2 separate regions of the Hordeum vulgare genome follow, and region 2 is linked to region 1. The links are chromatin contacts, called in public Hi-C maps. All regions are on one chromosome and are shown on one strand. Each heading gives the region's core, a stretch centred on a gene start, on an enhancer-like site or on the middle of the called end of the contact. The rest is flanking DNA. Distances are from core to core; before and after follow the strand shown.

What was found. A called contact is a pair of places that touch in the nucleus more often than the background predicts.
Region 2: a contact with region 1 is called in a Hi-C map of leaf, with 4 times the contacts expected there. The contact joins the promoter of LOC123406089 here to the enhancer-like site in region 1. A contact is called at or near these places in 2 of 6 Hi-C or Micro-C datasets (leaf and seedling).

Annotation. Positions count from the first base shown.
Region 1 is chr6H:333,552,921-333,558,054 of MorexV3_pseudomolecules_assembly, forward strand. LOC123404678 (CCAAT/enhancer-binding protein zeta) reads left to right here. Exons shown (of 16, transcript XM_045098615.1): 16 at 1-715. The coding sequence ends at 376. Among protein-coding and RNA genes, the nearest start is that of LOC123404678, 17 kb to the left of the region's middle. Within about 2 kb of position 2,376, at least 3 of the 3 cell types and tissues checked have open chromatin away from gene starts, as enhancers often do. A contact at or near this core is called in leaf and seedling, where this site is marked.
Region 2 is chr6H:334,107,967-334,113,100 of MorexV3_pseudomolecules_assembly, forward strand. It overlaps LOC123406089 (acetylajmalan esterase-like), which reads left to right and starts at 3,081. Exons shown (of 1, transcript XM_045099580.1): 1 at 3,081-4,960. The coding sequence starts at 3,603. The coding sequence ends at 4,787.

The DNA of each region.
Region 1 (5,134 bases), core at 1,126-3,625:
AGGGGATTTGCTTAGAGACGACAGTGATGCTGATGTGTTGGATGACATTTCAGATGACGACGACGATGATGATGATGAAGATGGTCTTAACATGTCTTTTATGGATGCTGAAGCCCTTGAGAGTGCTGACGATTCAGATGATGATGTTACTGATGTAAAGGCTGCAGCTGCAGCCCGTGGGCGAAAGCGAAAGAGCGGCTCAACTCCATTTGCAAGTCTAGAAGAGTACGAACATCTCATGGAGGGGGAGGCTGAGAAGTCTACGTTGAAGAAGAAGCAGCGGAAGCACAAAGAAGCTGGGGACAATGTGGGCCGTAAGGAAAGAGGACAAAAACAGTCGGGATCACGAAAGAGGAAGTCCAAGAGATCTGAATGAGGATGAGATTATACCATGTTGGAAAATGTTTGTTGCGATAGATTTGGAAGACACAAGTGGATCTTCTCATAGTGCAAGCGGCTATAACATGTTGGTCTACCTTCTGGCACTCGCCGCCACCAGTTCCTCTCTGCCCATCCTTTTGCCCGTGGGGACGCGCTGGCTCTTGCAGGAAGAAAGAACGGCGTGTGATCAGGCTCGGAGAATTACGCGATCAGTTATCTTGTCTAGGCGTCTAATTTTGACATTTTTTGTATGTTGCAAACAATTTTTTTTCCTAAATTATGTAAACTGGGTTCCTGAAGCTATTATCCACCTAAATTTATTACTTTTTCATGAGAACGTCCACAGCATGGAGAAAATGGATATCCCTAATTTCGAGATCTGTAAGACACAGATTATTATTGAGTTTGTCTAGATGTGTCTTAAGTATTGCACATCTAAATGACTCAATCAACATAAGAAGAAAACAGAAAAAGGAAAAAGAAAATATCTGTATGAATCTTCAAGTAAAATCAATGATATGTGCTTTAGCAAACCGTTATTTATACTTGGAAACCCATGGAATATTAGCAAACAATGTTTTTACGGCAGCACGAGGAAGGTGAAGTACAAGACACCTATGCATAAATTAAACAATCACCAATCAACGTGCCACACGTCACAAGGCACCTACGTAAACTGAACAATCACCAGCCAACGTGCCACACGTCACACTGCACGTTAGAGGCCACTATCTAATAGAGCAGGACGCCCAATGCAAACGCAAAATGTTTATCAATGGATTGTATTTTTCACATGGGGACAGTGCCCATATTGTTTGAAACATTACCAGTGTAAGTGTATTTGATGCTCATTTTAATCTCAAGCCACCAATTGATGTTGTGATTAGCATGTGAGAGAACTTGGACACGACAAAGTAGCTATTGTTAGCGGTGTGTACAGGTTGAGGAGCTTCTCTCGGAAGATATGGGAATCGACAACATTGACTTGAACGGCCGCGCGGTGCTACACATCCTCACCACGAGGGATGGTGGTGGAAAATAGTGGTCCACTAGAAGACCAACATCAACGCCCACAAGTGAGAATTGACTAGAAGCACTTGTTTGTACGCTAATGATGTCGCAGTCTTTCTCAACCCAATGAGACAGGAAATGCTAACGCTGCGATCAATCCTTCGAGCATTCGCGGACGCTACGGGACTCAAAGTAAATTTCACCAAGAGTACGATGTTGGCCATCAATGACGACATCTTCTGCTTACACGACGTGGTCGGACCCCTGGGGGCCATATGCACAACCTTTCCATGTAGATTTCTCGGTCTCCCGCTCTCCCTCCACAAGCTGCGCAAGAGTGATATGCAACCGCTTATTGAAAAAATCTTGGCAAGGTTGGCGTGTTGGAAGTTCAAATTGCTTGCTACCGCACGCAGGCTGGTCCTCCTCAACTGGGTGTTCTCAGCGTTCACGGTGCACTAGATGTCGGCGCATGAGATGCCGAGGTGGGTGAGCTGGCAAATCGACAAGATTAGGCGTGCATGGCTTTGGAAAGGCCAGGAATTTTGCCACAGTGGCTAATGCAAGGTCGCTTGGGGTAGGATCTGCATGCCTGTTAGAAATTAGTCAGTACATTAACTCAAGGGATGTGTCCAACTCCGAACAATCGTGTCTCCTCTCTCTCTATTGTCAATACGCACCTGTTCTGAAGGGATGTCTTCGAACATACACCTATTCTTCGCACCTTTTTCAGATGTATGTATACTTGAGAATCAATAGAAACAAGACTAATTGTCCATTCACTTTCATTCAATCTCGTTTCCGTTTAATACGTTATCAGTCACGTGTCTCTACCGAGAGCAGAAGGCCACAAGAGAGATCAGTCCATCCAGACAGTTACGGATGTCGTTCTCGTCGCCGATGACCAACCACATGCGAAGCGGCGCTGGAGCCCAGGTGCCAGTGCTCGACCTGGCGCCCTCCAGCGCATGGTTTGGTCTCGCCCTCTCGTTCTCCTTCTCCCGGACGCAGACAGTAGTGGCCGACGCCCTCCCCATCACGGCTCGCGATGGAGCCCACAGCGGTTCCTCGACAGCGGCGCACCCGCATCTTCTACATCCACGCGACGACGAAGGCGGTCGATGAAAGTGTGGCAACGCCCGACGCGACTCCTAGGGAGGAGCACGCAGCGTCCTTTGGTGGTTCGGCCTGACATTGAACGCCGTGGCTGTGGCGCCCGCCCATACCCCGCGCCCGTTTGCGTGGCCGCCGCCTGTGCCGGGCCACACCCGTCCGCTCGGCCGCGCCCCGCGCCCCTCAGCCTGTGCCGAGCCGCGCCCGTCCGCTCGGCCGTGCCCCGCGCCCCTCCGCCTGTGCCGGGCCGCGCCCGCGCCCCTCCCCCTGACCGCCGCCCGCGCCAGGCCACGCCACGCCCACGCCCGCTCGAGCCCACACCAGGCCATGGTTGCGCTCGCCCGCGCTCGGACGCGGCGCTCGATCTCATGAACGGTGCCGCAAACGGCGCCTTCATCAGCGTGGCTTCCAGCCACGGGCTCCTTGGTGGTTCCTCTCCCAAGGAAGATGACGAGCACGGAGGGGGCTCACCTCTCCGCCGGTGAAGTGGCCAACTAGCCGTGGGAGTCTCCGCCCGTCTCGGTGCGATTTGGGAACGAAAGCGGTGGTGGATATTTCCTCTGGTCCCTCTTCCTTATCTGCTCGCGTTGGCCTGGATGGGCTGCCTTCACGTGGCAAATTTGCTTGTGGCTGGTACTTTATGCAGGCCGCAACGCCTGTTTTATTTGCTTATTTGCATCTTTGTTTAGCAGATTAGCAATTAATCTCCTAACAACACTTCTAGCAGTAATTTACTTTTGTTTTAGATCTGCTAAAATAGTCCATAATTTTAGTACTGTTTTCTGTTGAGTTTTAAAATTCCAGAAATATTTGTACATTGATACTTGACATGTTCAATGTGTTTACCACATATCAAATTTTCTAGCACATGTTTTCCGCGATTGAGATTAAGTTTTCTCGCAAAACAATATTGATTTGCGATTGAGATTAAGTTTTCTCGCAAAACAATATTGATTTGCGATTGAATTTGTTTTCTTTTTTCGAAAACAATCTCACTGCGATTGAGATCAATTTTCTCTCGCAAAACATTAATTCACTCTGCTGAATTATCTTGCAATTTGATACAAGATCATCTCATTTAATTTGAGGTCTATACAATTTAAGTTTTCACTTGAGCATCAAGTTTTCAACATCATTACTATTCATTACAATAGTAGTGTATTTCTGTTGAGTACCGAGTTGTATTCCAGATCTTAAGTTGATGAAATATATTTTCATGTTTATCACGTGTTGAGATTAATTTTGTCCATTTGCAATAGAGATTTTTAATGTCTTGCGAAGATAAATTCAGTACTTCTACGGTACTGTTTCTCTGTTGAGTACGATGTATTTCGAAATGTATTTATTTCCATGTTCAACGCATGTCAAGATCAATACGTCTATTTGCAATTGAGATTTTCAATTTCTTGCAAATAAATATGCAAATTTTGAAGTGTTATTTTTCAAATTGATGCTTGGGATCACAAGGTAGTCATATGGATCTACCGCCCATGCAGATTATCAATGATTATTGATAAAGCCTACATTTTGTCGTCTTGACATTATGATTGTTTTACAAAGTGCTGTCCCACACATTTTACTAAGTCATGACATAAGGCACTACGAGTGAGTCTAGTGACTTCATCAGATTATACTCCCTAGTGCCGCGAGATCTACTCCATTTTGGAGATTATCTTGAAGGTACCATATTTAGCAATTTGAGATTCACATTAATGGTTTCAAGATAAGTTCTTGAAATACCCATTAATTTTACTAAATTCATTACAACATCAACCATGATGGTCTTAAATTTACTGTAGGTAAATTAATTATCTCTGGTTCACCCATAGAGGTAACATATGTCTATAAGGCGTCAGCTGTACTAGTATTTGCTCCTCCGAAACATTTTTTGTTGTTGTTCACTAAAATATTTTACTCTCATAGTAAATATTGTTCTTGCACACTTTGCTTGAATATGTAATAGCAAACTAAGGAAATATTTGCATATACGTATGATTACCTTCTATTACATTGGTAAAACACATGGCAATGATTGAGTGTCTCAACACTTTCGCAAGGTCCACACCACATCGTGGTTATAGTTTCATAGTGACTAACCAATGTTAAACATGCAAGTCTGTACGTTTTGGCAGTGACTCTAAAGTCACACACTTCCTCAAGAATGAATTCCAAAACATTAGCAATAATTTCATCACATGTGTTGAACTGAAGGATACACCCAAGTTCACCACGGATCACCTTGGCGATGTTTGTTCTCAAACAAATCATTTATTCATAGATGCCACTTACTCCTAGAAGTAAATTAAATAAATGCATTAGCATCTTCAAGTAAGCATGGTTGACATTTCTAAATACAATAAGTACATGTTAGGTGATATTATTTATTGTATGTTGATTTATGGCATCAGTCGTTGTATCCACCCGTGATATTATTGCCACTATAACTCCACCTTCAGGAACATATTTTATGGATATTCTCTTAATAGCTATGTATGTACATATTGCATTTTATATGTAACCAACTTCACTTGATTCTCAAGCTAAGTACATAAATGGATGAATATTTATTCACCTTGAATATTTCCCTTAAGAGAAACATGCTGCCATGAGCACATTTGGAATGGTCACA
Region 2 (5,134 bases), core at 1,831-4,330, 560 kb after region 1:
TGCCATAATTGGATATGATGCTTATTTTTTATCATGGATATGATTACTTATGCTTTATGCCAAAAACTTGAACACTACCTAAGCATATATATGGCAATGAGAATAAAAGAGTTCTTAAAAGTTTTCTTTATCACTTTCAGTCTATCAACTAAATTGCTTGAGGGCAAGCAATGAGTTAAGCTTGGGGAGTTGATACGTCTCCGATGATCTAATTTTCCAAACACTTTTACTCTAGTTTTGGACTCTAATTTGCATAATTTGAATGGAACTAACCCGGCCTCACGATGTTTTCACGAGAACTACCTTAATGTTAGTTTTCTGCAGAAATTAAAGTTCTCAACATTAGGCGATACTTTTTTATTAATTATTTCTGGAATATATAATGAATCATGGAGCAAAGAACCACCGAACGAGGGTTGCCTGTGCGCCACAGGCCAACAGGGCGAGCCAGCGCCTTAGGAGCACCCTGATGTCTTGTGGGGCCCACGTGGCTCCTACGACCCTAATTCCAGCCATATAAATTCACATCTTCGGAGAAACAATTATAGAGAAGATTTCATCGCATTTTACAAGATGGAGCCTCCACCACCGCCTGTTCTTCCTCGAGAGGGATGATCTGGAATCCTTTGGGGGCTCCGGAGAGGGGGTTCATCCCCATCGTCATCATCAACCCTTCTTCATCAACAATTCCATGATGCTCACCATCGGCTGTGAATAATTCCTTAGTACGCTCACTGGATGGTAATGAAGTTTGGATGAGATTGATCATGTAATCGAGTTAAGTTTGATAGGGCTTGATCCCTAGTATCCACTATGTTCTGAGATTGATGTTTCTATGACCTTGCTATGCTTAATGCTTGTCACCAGGGCCCGAGTGTCAAGCTTTCAGATCGAAACTTATTATGTTCTCTCTAAATATGAAAAGTATTTAGATCCGATCTTGCAAGTTCTATGCACCTATTATGTGTTTTGATCCCCATACCCCATCGTGACAATAATTGGGATTATTTCCGGTGATTGTCGTAGTATGAGGAGTTCATGTATTCACTATGTGTTAATGTTTTGTTCCTGTTGTCTATTAAAAGGAGGCCTTAATGTTCTAAGTTTCCAATATGACCCCGCTGCCACGGGAGGGTAGGTCAAAAGATGTCATGCAATTACATATCACAAGCATGTATGACGATATACAGAATACATGCGTATAATATATTGATGAATTGGGGCTAGTTCTGTGTCGCTGTAGTGTGTAGTTGTTACATGATTGATGGCATCCATATCTTTCCATCACTGATCCATGTGCCTAAGCTTTAGAAGTATTGAATCTTGATGAGTTACAATTTCTACCGTTAGAGTTGTTACCAAAATTGTTGCCATCACTATTACTTCTACTACTATCATATGTCGTGCTACTAAACCTTTGCTGCAGAGAGATAACCCAGGTGTGGTTGAATATAAAACTCAACTATCGAGGCCTATCAATATTCTTTGGCTTTCCTTGTGTCGAATCAATAAATTAGGATGAAATACTACTTGTGAAGACTCTCGTGATCTCCTATACTTGTGGGTTATCAACCAGGGTGAGCCTCCACCGCGCCATCAGCCTCCATGTCGACGAGCGCACGTGGACGATGGTGAGCACGGTCTGCACGCGCCCTTGCATCTTGACGAAGCAGGCAACCATCGCACCCGCTCAAAAACCACGGCAAATGTTGTAAGATTTTTCCATGGCAAAATATATTTTGGTAAGATAGAAAATTTTGCCATGGGAAATTTTGGGTTAGTGATATGACAAATTTTCTACCGGTGACACGGCAAACGTATAAAGATTGTTATCATGCCAAAAATATTTAACAAAGTGTGTATTGTTATGATATTCGGTAATATGCCAAAAAATGGCTTCAAAACATTGCAAGAGTTTTAAGACTGTCGCAATGGCAAAATTGTCATGCCGTTTTCGTAATCTCACGAGGACCATACTCACACTTATTTCATTTCGTCTGAAACAAAATCGAGTCGCTCGAGAATTGCCATTTACACAACTGCCACCGCAATCTTAGCCATGGTGTTTGGCGTCGCAGTGGTGAGGGCTGACACTCCCGCTCCTCATGTGGTTGCAGGTCCCGTAAAAATCTCCCGGAGCTCGCGCACGTCTCTTCGGGGGTGGTTGCGCTGCACCACGCACCGAGGCATGGACTAAGGGCCCTCGGATAGCGACAGTGAGTTTGGGCTGGCCGTCGAGCTTGTTAGAATCTGATCCATGCGGGGACAATCGGGATGATGGAGGGAAGATGAGTGAGAAGGGACATGGACATGGGGAGGAAAAGAGTGTGGAGAGAAGCCGTTGAGCGAAGAGAGGGACGATACATTACACAAATTGTTTGCTCGGTTCGGTTGTTATCCCGAACTTCGTAAAAAACTACAATGACGACTAGACTTGCTTCAAAATTCGTGCAAATCATCCAAAAGTTAGAAGGACAGCCCCAAATGCCAAAAATAAGATGTTCGGGATTTATCTTTTCAGATATTCTATAGTATATTAACCCATGGTTACTTCTCATAGTAGTATGATTATCTAAATAATTGTTTACCAACTCATGCATATGATTTACCTATCTACATATTTTTTAGAATTCTATTTGATAATCAGTTATTTTTGATATTCTATAGTAGTACTATCTTGTCAAAGAAAACATAACTTTGTTTGGCAAGTCAATAAATGACAAGAGGAAAGGAGGATGTTGGACGAAGAACGTCTTTTTTTAAAGGTAAATGCTTGCAGCCCGAGCGCCGGCCGAACCGAACCTCGCGGCTCGCGCGCCTGGCAGCAGCCATGCAACATTGTTTATTACAGATTTACTACAACCATGTATAAATTTGATACACTCGTCCACATATGCAACATTTTTAATGTAGATTTGCTACAAACGCGGTTAACTTTGATACAAGCATTTTCTATTTTGTTGCAACTTGTTCATTAAAGAAGTTGCATCCACGTTTGGTTGCAACTCGAGTTCGTTGAATTTTTTTTCTACAACCGTGTTAATTTTTGTCACAACCGGTATCATTTTTTGCTACAACCGTTCACTGCATGTTCGTCAGAGTTGCAACCCGAGTTTACCGGATTGTTTTGCTACAACCTTATTTTTTGTTTTACTACCGCTCATCATCAATTTCTTTTTGCTACGAGTACGTAGATATTTTTTTAGCTACAATTTTTTTATTGCAACCGTTGACGAAATTGTTGCATCATAGATAAAAGTTGTTACATTGAGAAAAAATTATTGCACAAAGATCTAACGACGTGACCCGCGTATAGCTGGCGGATCGGGCGGCCCGCGCGGCGGGCCGAACAGAGCATTTCCCTTTAAAGAAGGAGAGATACGGGTATCCTAGATCTATCTTCGAATCCGTTTGTGAACTGCACCGGTGGTCACTTTGTCCTGGCGGAAATGAAAGTCGGGAACGGCTAGACGCCATAAATAGGGGGGCTGTGGTCACAATCTTTTCGGCACCGAAACCTGCGTATCCATCGCTACCAATACACGACCGACAACCTAGCACTGTACCGTAGTATAGTAGCGTGCAACTTTGCGTGACAGTCCATGGCATCGGCAGTGCTTCTCCGCTACCTGGTGGTGCTACTCCTCGTAGTCGGCTGCCTCGGGAGGCCCGTCCCACCTTCTCCGGCGCCGAATATGGTCGATGGCATCACGGCGATATACAACTTTGGGGACTCCATATCGGACACCGGGAACTTCATCCGGGAAGGCGCCGTCGGGCTGATGGAGCACACCGGGAAGCTCCCCTACGGCTCCGCCATCGGCGGCGCCACCGGGCGATGCTCTGACGGCTACCTCATGATCGACTTCCTCGCCCAGGATCTTGGACTGCCGTTGCTGAGCCCGTACCTCGACAGGGGCGCCGACTTCACGCACGGCGTCAACTTCGCCGTCACGGGCGCCACCGCCCTCGACACGGCGGACCTCGCCAGGATAGGGCTCCACATGACCCACACCAACAGCTCCCTCTCTGTCCAGCTCCAACGCTTCAAGGACTTCATGGCCAGCACCACCAAAACCCCTTCGGAGATGCGCGACAAGCTGGCGAGCTCACTGGTCTTGGTCGGAGAGATCGGCGGGAACGACTACAACTACGCCTTCGCCATGAACAGCCCTCAGCCCAACGGCGGCCTCTACAACATCGGGCACATGATAACCGGCGCGGTGGAGTCGCTGGTCCTCGTCCCGCAGGTCGTCAAGTCCATCACGGCCGCAGCCAAGGAGCTGCTCGACATGGGCGCCACGCGGATGGTGATCCCGGGCAACTTCCCGCTTGGCTGCGTGCCCAGCTACCTCGAGGCCGTGAACGAGACGGACCCGGCGGCGTACGACGGCAACGGCTGCCTCATGGGGCTCAACCTCTTCACGCAGATGCACAACGTGCTGCTGCTGCAGGGCATCCGGGAGCTGCGCAAGATCTACCCGTCCGCGACCATCGCCTACGCCGACTACTTCTCAGCCTACGTGCAGATGCTCAGGGGCGCGTCCAAGATGGGATTCGACGCGGCGGCCGCGACCAAGGCGTGCTGCGGCGTTGGCGGCGGCGCGTACAACTTCGACATGGACAGGATCTGCGGCGCGCCGGGGACGGCGGTGTGCGCGAGGCCGGAAGAGTACCTTAGCTGGGACGGCGTCCACCTGACGCAGCATGCATACAAGGTCATGAGCGAGCTGCTCTACCGCCGAGGCCTCGCGTCTCCTGCGCCGGTGAATTTCCCGCGCGTGTAGATGGATAGCATGTGGTTGGTTGTCGAGTTTCGACACTACTTTCCAAGTGTTCGCCCCGCCATTTGTATTTTCTTTTCCTTTTCGGGTCTTGTGGAGTGTGGACGGTAGTTTGGTGTTGATGTATGAACTTTTGTGGCGGCACATGAATAAAAGAAATAACATCTGACTGTGCATATGAGAACCCGAATTCGTAAGTATCCGAGGCCATTGTGTATCTGAGGCCATTCAGGTGAATAGGTGGTAGTTTCATTCTTTATCTGAGGACAAACACTATAAGAAAAACTACGTTGCCTTGTAGGCAAAATTAACAAAAATGACCCCCGAGGGGAAGAACTCACGGAGTGACC